2 separate regions of the Ovis aries genome follow, and region 2 is linked to region 1. Evidence: chromatin contacts called from public Hi-C data. All regions are on one chromosome and are shown on one strand. The core of a region is the stretch at or near the end of the contact, and the rest is flanking DNA. Distances in the headings are between cores, read along the strand shown.

The links. A called contact is a pair of places that touch in the nucleus more often than the background predicts.
Region 2: a Hi-C map of tail adipose tissue shows a contact between it and region 1, with 4 times the contacts expected there. The contact joins the enhancer-like site here to the promoter of EVL in region 1. A contact is called at or near these places in 13 of 16 Hi-C or Micro-C datasets (blood, hypothalamus, liver and 6 more).

What each region holds. Positions count from the first base shown.
Region 1 is chr18:62,587,796-62,593,779 of ARS-UI_Ramb_v3.0, forward strand. EVL (Enah/Vasp-like) reads left to right here and starts at 3,258. Exons shown (of 16, transcript XM_027957393.3): 1 at 3,258-3,786.
Region 2 is chr18:62,694,926-62,700,909 of ARS-UI_Ramb_v3.0, forward strand. EVL (Enah/Vasp-like) reads left to right here. Exons shown (of 16, transcript XM_027957393.3): 5 at 2,464-2,641. Among named protein-coding and RNA genes, the nearest start is that of DEGS2, 58 kb to the right of the region's middle. Within about 2 kb of position 2,751, at least 6 of the 54 cell types and tissues checked have an H3K27ac peak or open chromatin away from gene starts, as enhancers often do. A contact at or near this core is called in hypothalamus and tail adipose tissue, where this site is marked.

The DNA of each region.
Region 1 (5,984 bases), core at 2,008-4,507:
GGTAAATATACATTTTTAGGATTTTTAGCTCTGTTATGTATCTGTAACTCTGACTAACCTGGACTCATCAGACAGCAGAAACCCCATCTTCCCTGCCTCCCCCATGAATGAGAAATCTACTCTAGGAGTGCCTGGGAACTGACCCTCCGGTAGTCAGCCTGGCCACGTATCCCACCCGAACCCTACTGTGAGGTCACTGACTTTGCCGAGCAATCTTTTCAAATTTAAAAACTGGTGACCTCCAGATACAGTTCATTCAGAGACCACAGGTCCAAAAAAATACTTTCTTTTTATCAGAAGAATGGAAAACATGAATTCATGCACTTTTAAGTTCAGTAAATGGGAAAGATGCTAATAGACAATGGTTTCAGGTGTCTGCACAAAGGCAAAGGATGAGGAGCTGTGAGAGTGAGGCGCTGGAGGTGGGCAGGAAAGATCTTTCTGGGAGCGGACTTTGTGTTGACTCTCAGGAGTGCCTACAAGATACTGTGACCGTAAGAAATGGAGGCTCAGAGAGGTCTGAGCTCTCAGGTAAAATGGAGCGCTCTGGCTTCCCAAGCATCCTTCAGCTGGTTAGACAAAGACCAATGCCCACGGGACTTCCATGGTGGTCTGGTGGCTAATGCTCCGAGTTCCCAATGCAGTGGGCACGGGTTCAGTCCCTGATCAGGAAACTAGATCCCACATGCCACAGTGAAGATTGAAAATCCCATGTGCAACAACTAAGACCTGGCACAGCCAAAAACAAAAAACACCAATGCCCATTCAGGGGGTAGTTGGGCCCGACTTAGGGCTCAAGGGGTCCCTACTTGTCTACTGAGCCCTTCCTGCAGCTCAAGAAGCCCTGTAACAAACATCATAGGCAAGAAAGAAACTTCCCCAGGAGCCTGACACAGGTGATTTTAGAAACTAGTGAATTCACAGATTAGTAAGTGATGTTGGGCCACTTTCTCAGTGTTCTGTGGCCCCAACACTTTACTGAGAGGAAGATTTGCAGGTCTTCTCTAGCACCCATATTCTCTGATGGACCTTAAAGGAACTTGAATGTCTTTACTGCTCTAGGAGATTGGTAGTTAAGACTCTTGAGAGTCCCTTGGACTGCAAGGAGATCCAACCAGTTCATTCTGAAGGAGATCAGCCCTGGGTGTTCTTGGGAAGGAATGATGCTAAAGCTGAGACTCCAGTACTTTGGCCACCTCATGCGAAGAGTTGACTCATTGGAAAAGACTCTCATGCTGGGAGGGATTGGGGGCAGGAGGAGAAGGGGACGACAGAGGATGAGACGGCTGGATGGCATCAACGACTCGATGGACGTGAGTCTGAGTGAACTCTGGGAGATGGTGATGGACAGGGAGGCCTGGCATGCTGCTATTCATGGGGTCGCAAAGAGTCAGACACGACTGAGCGACTGAACTGAACTGAACTGAGGAAAGGTTGGCACAGGCATGCATCCCTCACCTTTGGTACTAATGTTCTATAGGAAATCTGCCACCAATCAGTCAGTTCAGTCGCTCAGTCACGTTCGACTCTTTGTGACCCCATGGATTTCAGCACTATATATCCGCCATCAATATCTCCCAGCAAATCTTCCTCCAGCTGCAGACTCCAGGGCATCAGGGAAAGTGCTTGATCTAGTGGTCAGAGTGGGCCACATGCTTCAATAAACCAGGCCGAGAACAAACAGGTCAATGTCCTGGGAGGCTCTTCTCACAAAACTTTGCTATGAAGGAACCAGGGATGATCCTGCCTCTGCAGAGCACACTGGGACATCTCCAGGGGACCTGGGGCTTGTCCATTTAGGAATTTTTAGGGTCTAATAAGTCTCTTCTATAGCCAGTCTTGGCCCCAGTAAGAGAGACACAAATAAGGTTAGGAAGGGCTTAAAATCTCTGAGGCTCAGACAGAACTGTGGAGGACCAAGGTGCACTTTGAGTCTGAAGACATCGGCTCAAACAAATGGGGGAAGGAAAGTGGAGGTGTGACGGCCAAGGGTTAAGAAGTCTGAGTACAGGTGGATGCTGAGGGAGGGGACAATCACCACAGCAGATGAGAATGGACGAAGCAGATGAGAATGGACAGGCACTGGGATTCTGAATCAAAAAAAACCTTAGCTTGAGAACTGGCGCCACTACTTCCTGTATCTTGGGCAAAACCACTCGGTCCTCACTGCCAGCCAGGGGTAAATAGCGACCCCTTTGCTGCCCTCCTAATGCATGCCAGACACCGCTAAACGTTTCACGTGCTCTTGCTCGGATGCAATTGTTTAGAAGACAAATTTCATTGTTGCTGTGAGAGGAGAATGGGAGCATTAGTGGCGATAGTGCGAAAGCGCAACGCATGGTGTCTAATTAGATGCAGAAAGTCAGACTTGGAGGGTTTAGTACTTCCAGCAACGAGAATGGCTAACCTTCAGGAAGGGCTGGGGATTTAACAGTCAGAGAAAACCTGGACAACCTAGCGCAGCCGATGTGATTGTTCTCAAGTGTTTGGTTTGGGGGCGCCAGGTGGGGCTTTATGGATTGAGATCCTTCAGCTGTTGTTGATACTGGCTCCAAGCTACGACTCCCCATCCCAGCCTTGACTCTGTATTTACAAAGACAGGAGGTCGTTCGACGCCCTGAGAATCCAGGTGGCTCACTGGCTTCGAGCAGGCGGAGCCCACCGCAGGGCGCGGAGAAGATGGAATTCTCCCACCAAGGCCAAGGACGCCGAAGCTCTACGCTTCCTTTGTGGTTGGGGGAGGCGCCGGGCGCAGGGAGGGGGCGCCGCGCTCCAGGTGCCGCGCGGCCGCCCCGCCCACTTTAGCCCCGGCCCTCCTCCTCAGCCCCGCCTCTCAAGGCTCACGCTTACTTCTAAGCCCCGCCCCCGCCACATCCACCCATCCCGGCCAGGCCCCTACCGAGCTCCTTCTCGCCGCTCAAGGCACCATTTCTTCGAAGCCCCGCCCCTCACAATCAGGCCTCGCCCTAAGCCCCGCCCCTCGCGGCCAGGCCTTGCTCCCTATCCCCGCCCTCTAAGCCCGCCCCGGCCCGCCCCCTAAGCCCGCCCCGGCCCTCCTCCTCGGTCCCGCCTCTCAAGGCTCGCGCGTTCTTCTAAGCCCCGCCCCCGCCACATCCGCCCGTCCCGGTCAGGTCACTACCGAGCTCCTTCTCGCCGCTCGAAGGCTCTGTTCCTTCGAAGCCCCGCCCCTCCAGGCCGGGCCTCGCCTCAAGTCCCGCCCCCTAGGCCCCGCGCCGCCCCTCGCAGCCTCGGGCTCCGTTCTGCCGGAGGCGCGGGCTCTGGGGCCCCGCGCCTTTTGTGTGGTGCTTGGGCCGTCGCGCGCGCTTTCCCCTCAGTCTCGACTCCTGGGCTGAGTTCGCCCGCGCGCGCGCGCGCGCACCCGCGCGCCTGCCCGTCTCTCCGTCGACGGCGTCGCAGACGCCCGCGCCCGCCCGGGGACTGCGCCCCGAGTCTCGGGCGGGCGCGCGCGCTCCCCCCGGGCCGGCGGGACCCGGACGGCGCTCTCCCCTTCCCCCTAACCCCCGGCGGCGCGCGCACACAGCGGCCCGGGCACGCGCCCGCCAAGATGGCAGGGGCCGGGGCCCGGCTGTCAGGCGCCGCCGCCTCAGCCCGTCCCCGCAGCTAGCGGCCCGGACGCCCGCACGGAGAAGATGAGCCCCCGCTGCCCCCCGCAGCCCAGCGAGACGCGGAGCCGCCGCGCCCGGGGCCGGCTGCCCCGCTAACGCCCCGCGCCCCGCGCCGCGCCCCCCGGCCCGCGCGCCCGCCCGCCCCGGCAGCGACAATGAGGTGAGTCTGGCTGGCGCGTGGGGCGACCCGGCGGGCGGCGTGCGGAGCGCGGGGAGGGCCTCAGGAGCACCGGCGGTGGGGGGCCTTCGGGGACGCTGGGAGGGTCTGGGGGAGTCGACGCGGGCGGCGCCCGCCTGTGCAGCTCGCGGGGGGCTGGGGGCCCGGTGGGGAGGCGACCCCGCGGGCGTGTGTGGCCGCGCCCGGCCGCGAGCAGCACCCGCACTCTGGCCGCCCTCCCCCGGACTTCGTGCCCTCGGCCTCGGCCGCCCTGTGCCGCCGCCCCGAGCTCGCACGTTAAGGGGTCGTGTCCTTCCACCTGGAGCTGCTCGCCTGCCTCTGCTCCCTTTTTCTCGTCCCCATTTCCTTTCTTCTTGCACGCCACTAAAGTGCAAGACCCACAACGTACCATTCCGTGGTTCATTACCCAGCCAGGGGGGATTGATGGTTATCAGTTCGAGAAAAAAACATTGCCAGCACCAGGAACTCGAAATTCTCTTTCTCCAGAGGTCAGCTGACTTGTGCGGATAATCACTTCCTTGCCTTTTGTCTGTGTAAGTGTACCTTCCAAACATAATATCCCATAAACACTATAGTGTCTTTCGTTTTTGCCCGTTTTGTGATCTTTATATAAATGAAATACTCATGCAATATATAGTCTTTTGTGTGTCTGGCTTCTTTCACTCAAGGTGTTTCTGAAATGCATCCTTTACTTCAACTGCTGCTCATTTTTATTAATCTGTCGTATTCCATTATATGAAGATACTACATCTTAATCATTCCGCTATTTGAGGACATTTGTTTCTTAAACGTCAGCCGCTCAGTCGTGTCCGACTCTGCGATTCTATGGACTGTAGCCTGCCAGGCTCCTCTGTCTTTGGGATTCTCCAGGCAAGTGTACTGGAGTGGGTTGCCATTCCCTTCTCCAGGGGATCTTCCCAACCCAGGGATCAAACCAGGGTCTCCTGCATCGTAGGCTGATTCTTCACCGTCTGAGCAGTAGAACTTCTGGGTCAGAAGATACCTGTATCTTCCAACTTTGAGAGGTAACACCAAATTTCTGAAGTGCCTGTACTGGTTTACACTCCTTCCAGCAAGGGTATGAGACTTCTTGTGCTCTGCTTCCTTGTCAGCACGTGGTATTGTCAGTCTTCAATTTTAGCCATCCTGGTGATTGTGCAGGCAGCCTGGTGAGGTGTCCCAGTGTGGTTTTGGATTATGGTTTGTTGCAGACAGATGAGGCCGAACATCTTTTTATGTTTATTTGATATCTTTTACGAAGCATCTGTTCAGAAGTCTTTGGGGTTTACACATCTTTTTCTTCCTAATCTGTGGGAGTTCTCTGTCAAAGTCAAGAAGATAGTTTCCTGTAACATCTTACTGCCCTGCCTTTCAAAGTACAAGATCCACAGTCCACTTGGAAGTGACTTTTGTGTAACTTGTGAAAAGGGGGTCAAATTTTTCTTTTTTACCAGAACCATTTATTCCGCACTGTTTATAAAAAAACATCATCTTTTCCCCATCGCTTTGCTGTGCCACCTTCGTCATCTTCCAGTCTTCCATTTGGAATCATTTCTTTCCATCTGAGGAATTCCCTTTAGAATTTCTTTAGTGCAAGTCTGTGGTGACAAATTCTTAGTGTTCACAGATTTCCTTATTTATTCTTCATTGAAAAACATTTCTTGAGATATCATTCCCATATCTTAAAATATACCCATTTAAAGTATACAGTTGGGTAATTTTTAGTATTTTCATATACACACACGCAGTATTTTCACAGACTTAGGAAACCATTGCCACAGTCTAATTTTAGAACAGTTTCCTCCATTTTAGAAGGGTCTTTTCAGTAGTAGTAAAATTCTTGGTTTGACATTATTTTCTTCTAACACCTCAAAGATACCTCATGGTTTCTAACATCGATTGTTTTCTGTTGAGAAGTCATTTGTCTGTCGTTCTTTGAAAGTAATTTTTTCTCCATTTAAATTTTTTTAAAACTTACTAATTTTAAAAAAGATTTATTTATTTGGCTTTACTGGGTCTTAGCTGAGGCATGCTCGCAGCATGCAGAGCTCTTTGTTGTGGCATGTGGGATCCAGTTCTCTGACCAGGGATCAAACCTGGGCACCCCACACTGGGAGCTGGAGTCTTAGCCACTGGACCACCTGGGAAGTTCATCTGGCTGCTTGTGAAGTGTTCTCTGT
Region 2 (5,984 bases), core at 1,501-4,000, 110 kb after region 1:
CTCGTATCCCTCCTAAAGCGGGATCCTTTCCATCGCATCACTGACAGCAGGCCGTTCAGCCCCATCCAGACGCCACTTGCATGCTTCCATCTCTCAGGACTGAATATTTCTCAGTTAACACTTGCTGGCAGCTTGCTGTGTGGTAGCAGCTGTGTTAAGCGGCTTCATGTGCATAATTGCCCCCCACTTCCTACGGCCCTCCTCTGGCAACCATCCATCTGTTCTCTGTATCCATGAGAACGTACGAGATAGAGCGTATGGTATTTGTCTTTCTCTGACTTCTTTTCCTTAGCATAATGCCCGTGAGACCCATCCATGTTGTCATAAATGGCGAGGTTTCTTTCTATGGCTAAATAATATTTCATTGTGTATACAGTATACCACAGTTCTGCATCTGTCCGTGCGTCAGTGGACGCTTGGGTTATTCTGCATCTTGGCTAGTTTTAAATGCTGCTCCTGTGAACGAGGGGCACGTCTGTGTGTTTGACTTGGTGGTGGCGGCTCGGTCGCTAAGTCGTGTCCGACTCTTGTGACTCCATGGATTGTAGCTGCCGGGCTCCTCTGTCCGTGGCATTTCCCAGGTGAGAATAGTATTTTCGTTTTCTTGGGGTAAATACCCAAAAGTGAAATGGCAGGATCATGTGATAGTTCTATTGTTAACTTTCTGCGGAACCTCTGTGCTGCCCTCTAATAGTGGCTGTACCAATCGCGTTCCTACCATCAGTGAGCAAGGCTTCCTTCTGCTCCGCGTCCTCGCCAAACTCTATTTCTTATCTCTTAGATGATAGCCAATCTGACGTGTGTGAGATGATAACCCCTGTGGTTTTGATTTGTATTTCCCTGATCACTGCTAGTGTTTAACATCTTTTTATGTATCTGTTAGCCATATTAGTCCCTTATCAGATATATGAGTTGAATCACTTTCTCCCACTCAGCAGATTGCCTTCTCATTCTGTCGATGGCGTCCTTTGCATGTAGCTTTTTAGTTTGATATAGTCCCACTTGTTTTGCTTTGCTTTTGTTGCTCTTGTTTTTGGTATCAGATTCAAAAAAATCACCATCAAGACCCGTGTCAAGGAGCTTATCACTTAGATTCTCTTCTAGGAGCCTTATGGTTTCAGATCACAGGAATATGGAGAGTATACAACATGCTGCTAAGGTGAATTGAAGGACAGATCGAGAGAGACTTTTAAACGCCTGGACACAAGCAGAAATGGGAGCATAACCTAACAGAACTTGTGAGATGCAGCAGAGGCAGTTCTCAGTGCTACTGCTAAGTTCTTAGCGGTAAAGGCCTCCCTCAAGAAGCAAGGAAAGTCTCAAACAGCCTTGCTCTACACTCAGGGCACCGGGAAAAGATGAGCAAAACAAGCCCGAAGTTGGTAGAATGAAGGGAGCGACGATGATTAGAGCAGAAAGAGAGACTAAAAAGACCATAGAGAAGAGCAGTGAGACTAAGAACTGGTTCTTTCAAAAGATAAAACTGACCAGCCTTTAGCCAGACTCACCAAAGAAAAAGAGAGAGGACTCTGTGTTCAGGTTAGAATGTCCATACTTACTCAGAGCAGTCAAGAGACTCAGTGCAATCCTTATCAGAATTCCAATGGCATTTTCCATAGGACTAGCACGATAATACTACAGTTTATACGGAACCACAGAAGACCCCCATGGCAAAAGCGATCTTGAGAAAGAACAACAAAGCTGGAGGCATCACAAGCCCTCATTTCAAACTATATTACAAAACTGTAGTAATTTAAACAGCATGAGATTGACATTAAAGCAGAAATCAGTGGAGCAGTATAGAGAACCCGGTCATAAACCCACACAGATACGGTTTATTAGTTTATGACAAAAGGAGTCAAGAACATACAGCGGGGAAAGGGCATCCTGTTCAATTAACGGTGCCGAGAAAGCTGAATAGCCAAATGGGAAAGAGTGAGGAGTCGTCCTTTCAACTAACAACCCTTTGGTTAACGCATTCTAGACTCTGCAGAGAACTACGGGAGCATAAATACGAATTAGAAAAGACTCGCCCTTAAGAATCTTTATATCTAGAAGTCTTGATGAGATATGTGTCACACCGTGACCTCTGCAGTAACCCCATTAGGTCGGTCGAGCCAGGATGACTATCCCCGTTTCACAGCTGGAGAAACTGAGCCCGGGGGTGCTGCCTGGGGTGACAGGGCCAGGACCCGGGAACCCGACTCCCAGCTCAGGCCGTGACCACACAGCTTTATCAGTTAAATGAAGTAACTGGTTTTCAGACCCTCACTGTTCCGCTGGTCCTGTTGAAGAGCTGCCTGGCCAAGCTACCCCTTCTTCTGATGCATCCACATCCCCCTGTCCCCTGGTAGCCCCAGGGACACGGTGTCCTTGCCCCAGAGTCCTTGCCCCAGAGCAGCTCTCTCCAGCTCACTTACCTTTTATTTATTTACGCGTATTTCTCTCTCTTTTCCCTTTCAGGTTGTGATCAATTATTCAATCGTGAAAGGGCTGAAGTACAATCAGGCAACGCCAACCTTCCACCAGTGGCGAGATGCCCGCCAGGTCTACGGTTTAAACTTTGCAAGTAAGGAAGAGGCAACCACGTTCTCCAATGCCATGCTGTTTGCCCTGAACATCATGAATTCCCAGGAAGGCGGTAAGTGGGGCTTTGTCTGGCCTGGCGCCCAGACCCTCCCTCCCCTCCCTCCGCCCTTCCACGGCTCTGGCCCCCGGGGCGTCCTCGACTGCAGCTGTGCTGAGCTGACGTCTGTTGGATTCACAGAGAAAACTGCTGCCTAACTCTAGATAGAAAGCACTATTAGCAGTTTAAGCGAGAAGAGAGACCTTGGCATCGTTTCCGCCCTTTGTGAGCTGGAGAGAGCTGTACTGTGTGCCTGAAATGGGGCGTCCAGATGTGTGTTGCCTGTGTCGTCCTTCTTTCCACTTTCTCAGCACATATTTGGCAGAGTTTTGAGGGAACAAACAAAACTGTATTCTTGGATTCAGTTATTCCCAAGTTTAACATACTGTTCCTGAACACTTCTGCGTGTTGCAAACTGTCTGGGGCAAAATAGGTCGGAAGTGAATCGATGGAGCCCATTGACTCATGGCATTTGGTATCCAAGAGAAGAAGGATGGGCCTGTGAACTGCTAGTGATAACGTGTTGCAATAAGGGCTTTGATAAGGTTTGAGCAGGGCAGGGGCTTCAGGAGCATGGAAAGGAAAAGGAGGGACTGCCCAGCTGGACTTCAAGCGGTGGCAACACTTGAGCTGGAGTTTTGACCTGCAGGGAGCTCATGAGATGGGGGAGTGGGCATCCCAGGCAGAGGGAACGGCAGATACAAAGGCTCCTGGGCCTGAAAGCCCAACCTGTGCGTGCAGGAGAGCGAGCAGTGTCTCTGGGGCCCACCGTGCCAAAGGAAGGAGGCTGGACGTGGAACTGGAAGGTGGCAGGGATCGCACAAGGAGAGGCTTCAGCTAACCTGGGAGACTCGTGGTGTAGACAGCGGGGTGGGGGCGGGGAGAGGGGCCAGCAGGAGCGTTTGCAGGGCGGGCAAAGCAGAGACGCAGAAGCACAGGTGGCTCTTCGGGCAGTCTGCAGCGTCCGCTTCCGCAGAAGGACGGGGCCTTCCAGGGTGTCAGCATCTTGGAGGCCAGCGACGTCCAGCGCTTGGCTGGAGGACTCAGCCTCGGTGGGCATGGCGGCGTGGGGCTGGGCCCGAGGCGCCCTGCTGGCCTTGAGGCCAGCGCACGTCACTTAGTCTCTCTGTGTCTGGGTTTCTTTTCTGTAAGGTGGGTGAGGAGTTGCTTTTATGTGTGTGTGCTCAGAACCTTCGGTCGTGTCTCTTTGCGACCCCAGGGACTGTAGTCCGCCAGGCTCCTCTGTCCATGGGATTCTCCAGGCAAGAAAATGAGTGGGTTCCCATTTCCTCCTCCAGGGGATCTTCCCAACTCAGGGATTGAACCCTTGTCTCTGGCATCTCCTGCATTGCAGGCAGATTCTTTACCCATTGAGCAACCTGGGAAGCCTGATTCTATGTTTAAATGAATTCAAATATAAGATGTTAGTGGGCCGCCTGACATGTGTTAATCTCCCAGTATCACTGTTTGTGAGTATTGTTTCTGTCATTGCTGCTGCTGCTGCTGCCAGAATTAAGGCAGGAAGTGGGGAGCCATGGTACTTAGAAGCTGCAGGGAGATGCCTTTTAAATAACTGTTTTGCCTTATAGATCCAAGCTTTGAGACCTAACTTAAACCCTCAGAGAAGTTTGTTTGTTTGTTTTTTAAATAGTGAACGTGTTTAGAGCATGCTTCCTGCAGGTCATACGCAGAACCAGCACTTGTAGAGTTCTTTCCCCACTGTGAAAAGACTGCAAGGTTTGTGGATCCTCTGCTGAGAACCGGGGGCTGCATGGTGAGGGACCACAGCGTTGCTGAGTGAGGAGTGCAGCGCCTGAAACATTGGAGGCCCCAAATAAACATTCATTAAACTGTCTTTTTTCCACCCAAGAGCCTTGAGCCTCAAGGAAGGAGCTGAGTTTAAGGTTTCCGATCTGAGCCTCCTCACTTGCCCCAGGACGAGAGAGTTTAGCTTTATCTATATATATAGATACATTAAGGTGGGGAAAAGGTTTTCATTTAATCAGATGGCTGGCTCAAAGCAACTACTATTGACTTTATTAACCTCATGGTAGAATCACAAAGAAATCAGCTAATCCGAGCCTCATTTTCAGATAGAGATCTGTGACCAGTATAAAAAAATAACTGTTGTCAGGTAGTAAGTCACCTTGGAACCCCAGTCCCCCTGGGTGGAACGCTGTCCTTGCCAGGGTGGGTGGGTATGTGCTCACTTGATGGGGGCCTAACCTGAGACTCTGCCCGTGAGTAGTCGTCCCTCCTGGCTCACTGGCCTTTGGAGGCTGAGAGCTGGGCCCCTGCAGACAGAGCCTGCTGTACCTTACAGACGCCTGAAGCGTGAGCTCCATGAGCTTGTACAAAGGACCCCGACAGAGACCACACCCGTCCACCCCTCCCAGCCCAACCAGGGCTTCAGGTTCTGTGACAACAGAGCACCTTTACCTGTGTTTGAACTTAATGTAAATGGATCGTACAGTGCGGACGTCGGGGTCTGATTCTTATCTTTGACCTCACATCTGAGGCACCCGCCCCCTGACCCATGTGTGTCCGCGGCCAGCCCTGTCCCTGTGGAGCGTGCTCCGGGGTGTGGCTGTGCCTCCCTGCCTAGTCGTGCAGCCCCTGGAGCCCGGGCAGGACCCAGGCAGCCTCCCGCTGCAGATAATTGCGACGTTTCTATCAAATGCCCTGCATTGGGAAGTGCTGTTCCGTCGTCCTCGGTGGGTGCCGTTCGCAGTGCTGGGGACCCTTGAACAGCACAGTTCTGAACTGGGTGTCCACTGACGCGCGGCTGCTTTTCCAGGAGTACATCTCCGGCTCTGCGTCATCCGCGGCTGGTCCTCTCTGCAGGTGTGGAGCCGACTGTGTGGTTGGTTACACGCAGGTTCTGACCTCTGCAGACCAGAGCCCGACCCCCATTGTGCTCAGGGGTCAGCCGTGGTGAGAAAAGCGTATGCTTGGAGGCCCCAAGGTCTTGTATCGAGTCTTCACTCTACCACCTGTGGCCCTCGGATAATAAACCCTACTTCCTAGGACTGACATGAAGATTCAGTGTAAGTGTTTATAAAGCACTTAGCATGGAGTGGCTCATATGTGATAAGAGTGTGAATAATACTGATTCTTCTTTCCACCTCCGGTCTTGCTGAATTTGCTTGTCTTTAGGTTTCCGCATCCTTGTTTGTAAAATGGGGTCAGAAGTCCCACTTAAGAGGGTGGAGGAGAGGATTCAGTTGCCTAGCGCAGGGCCGGGCATCTGGTAATCAACCACCTCTGCCCCTTCCAGTCCTCACTGGTGTGTCCTATTACGAGCCGGGCGTCCGGGGCCCGGGCTCTTAGACCGTGGACTCTCTGAGCCTCAGGGTCC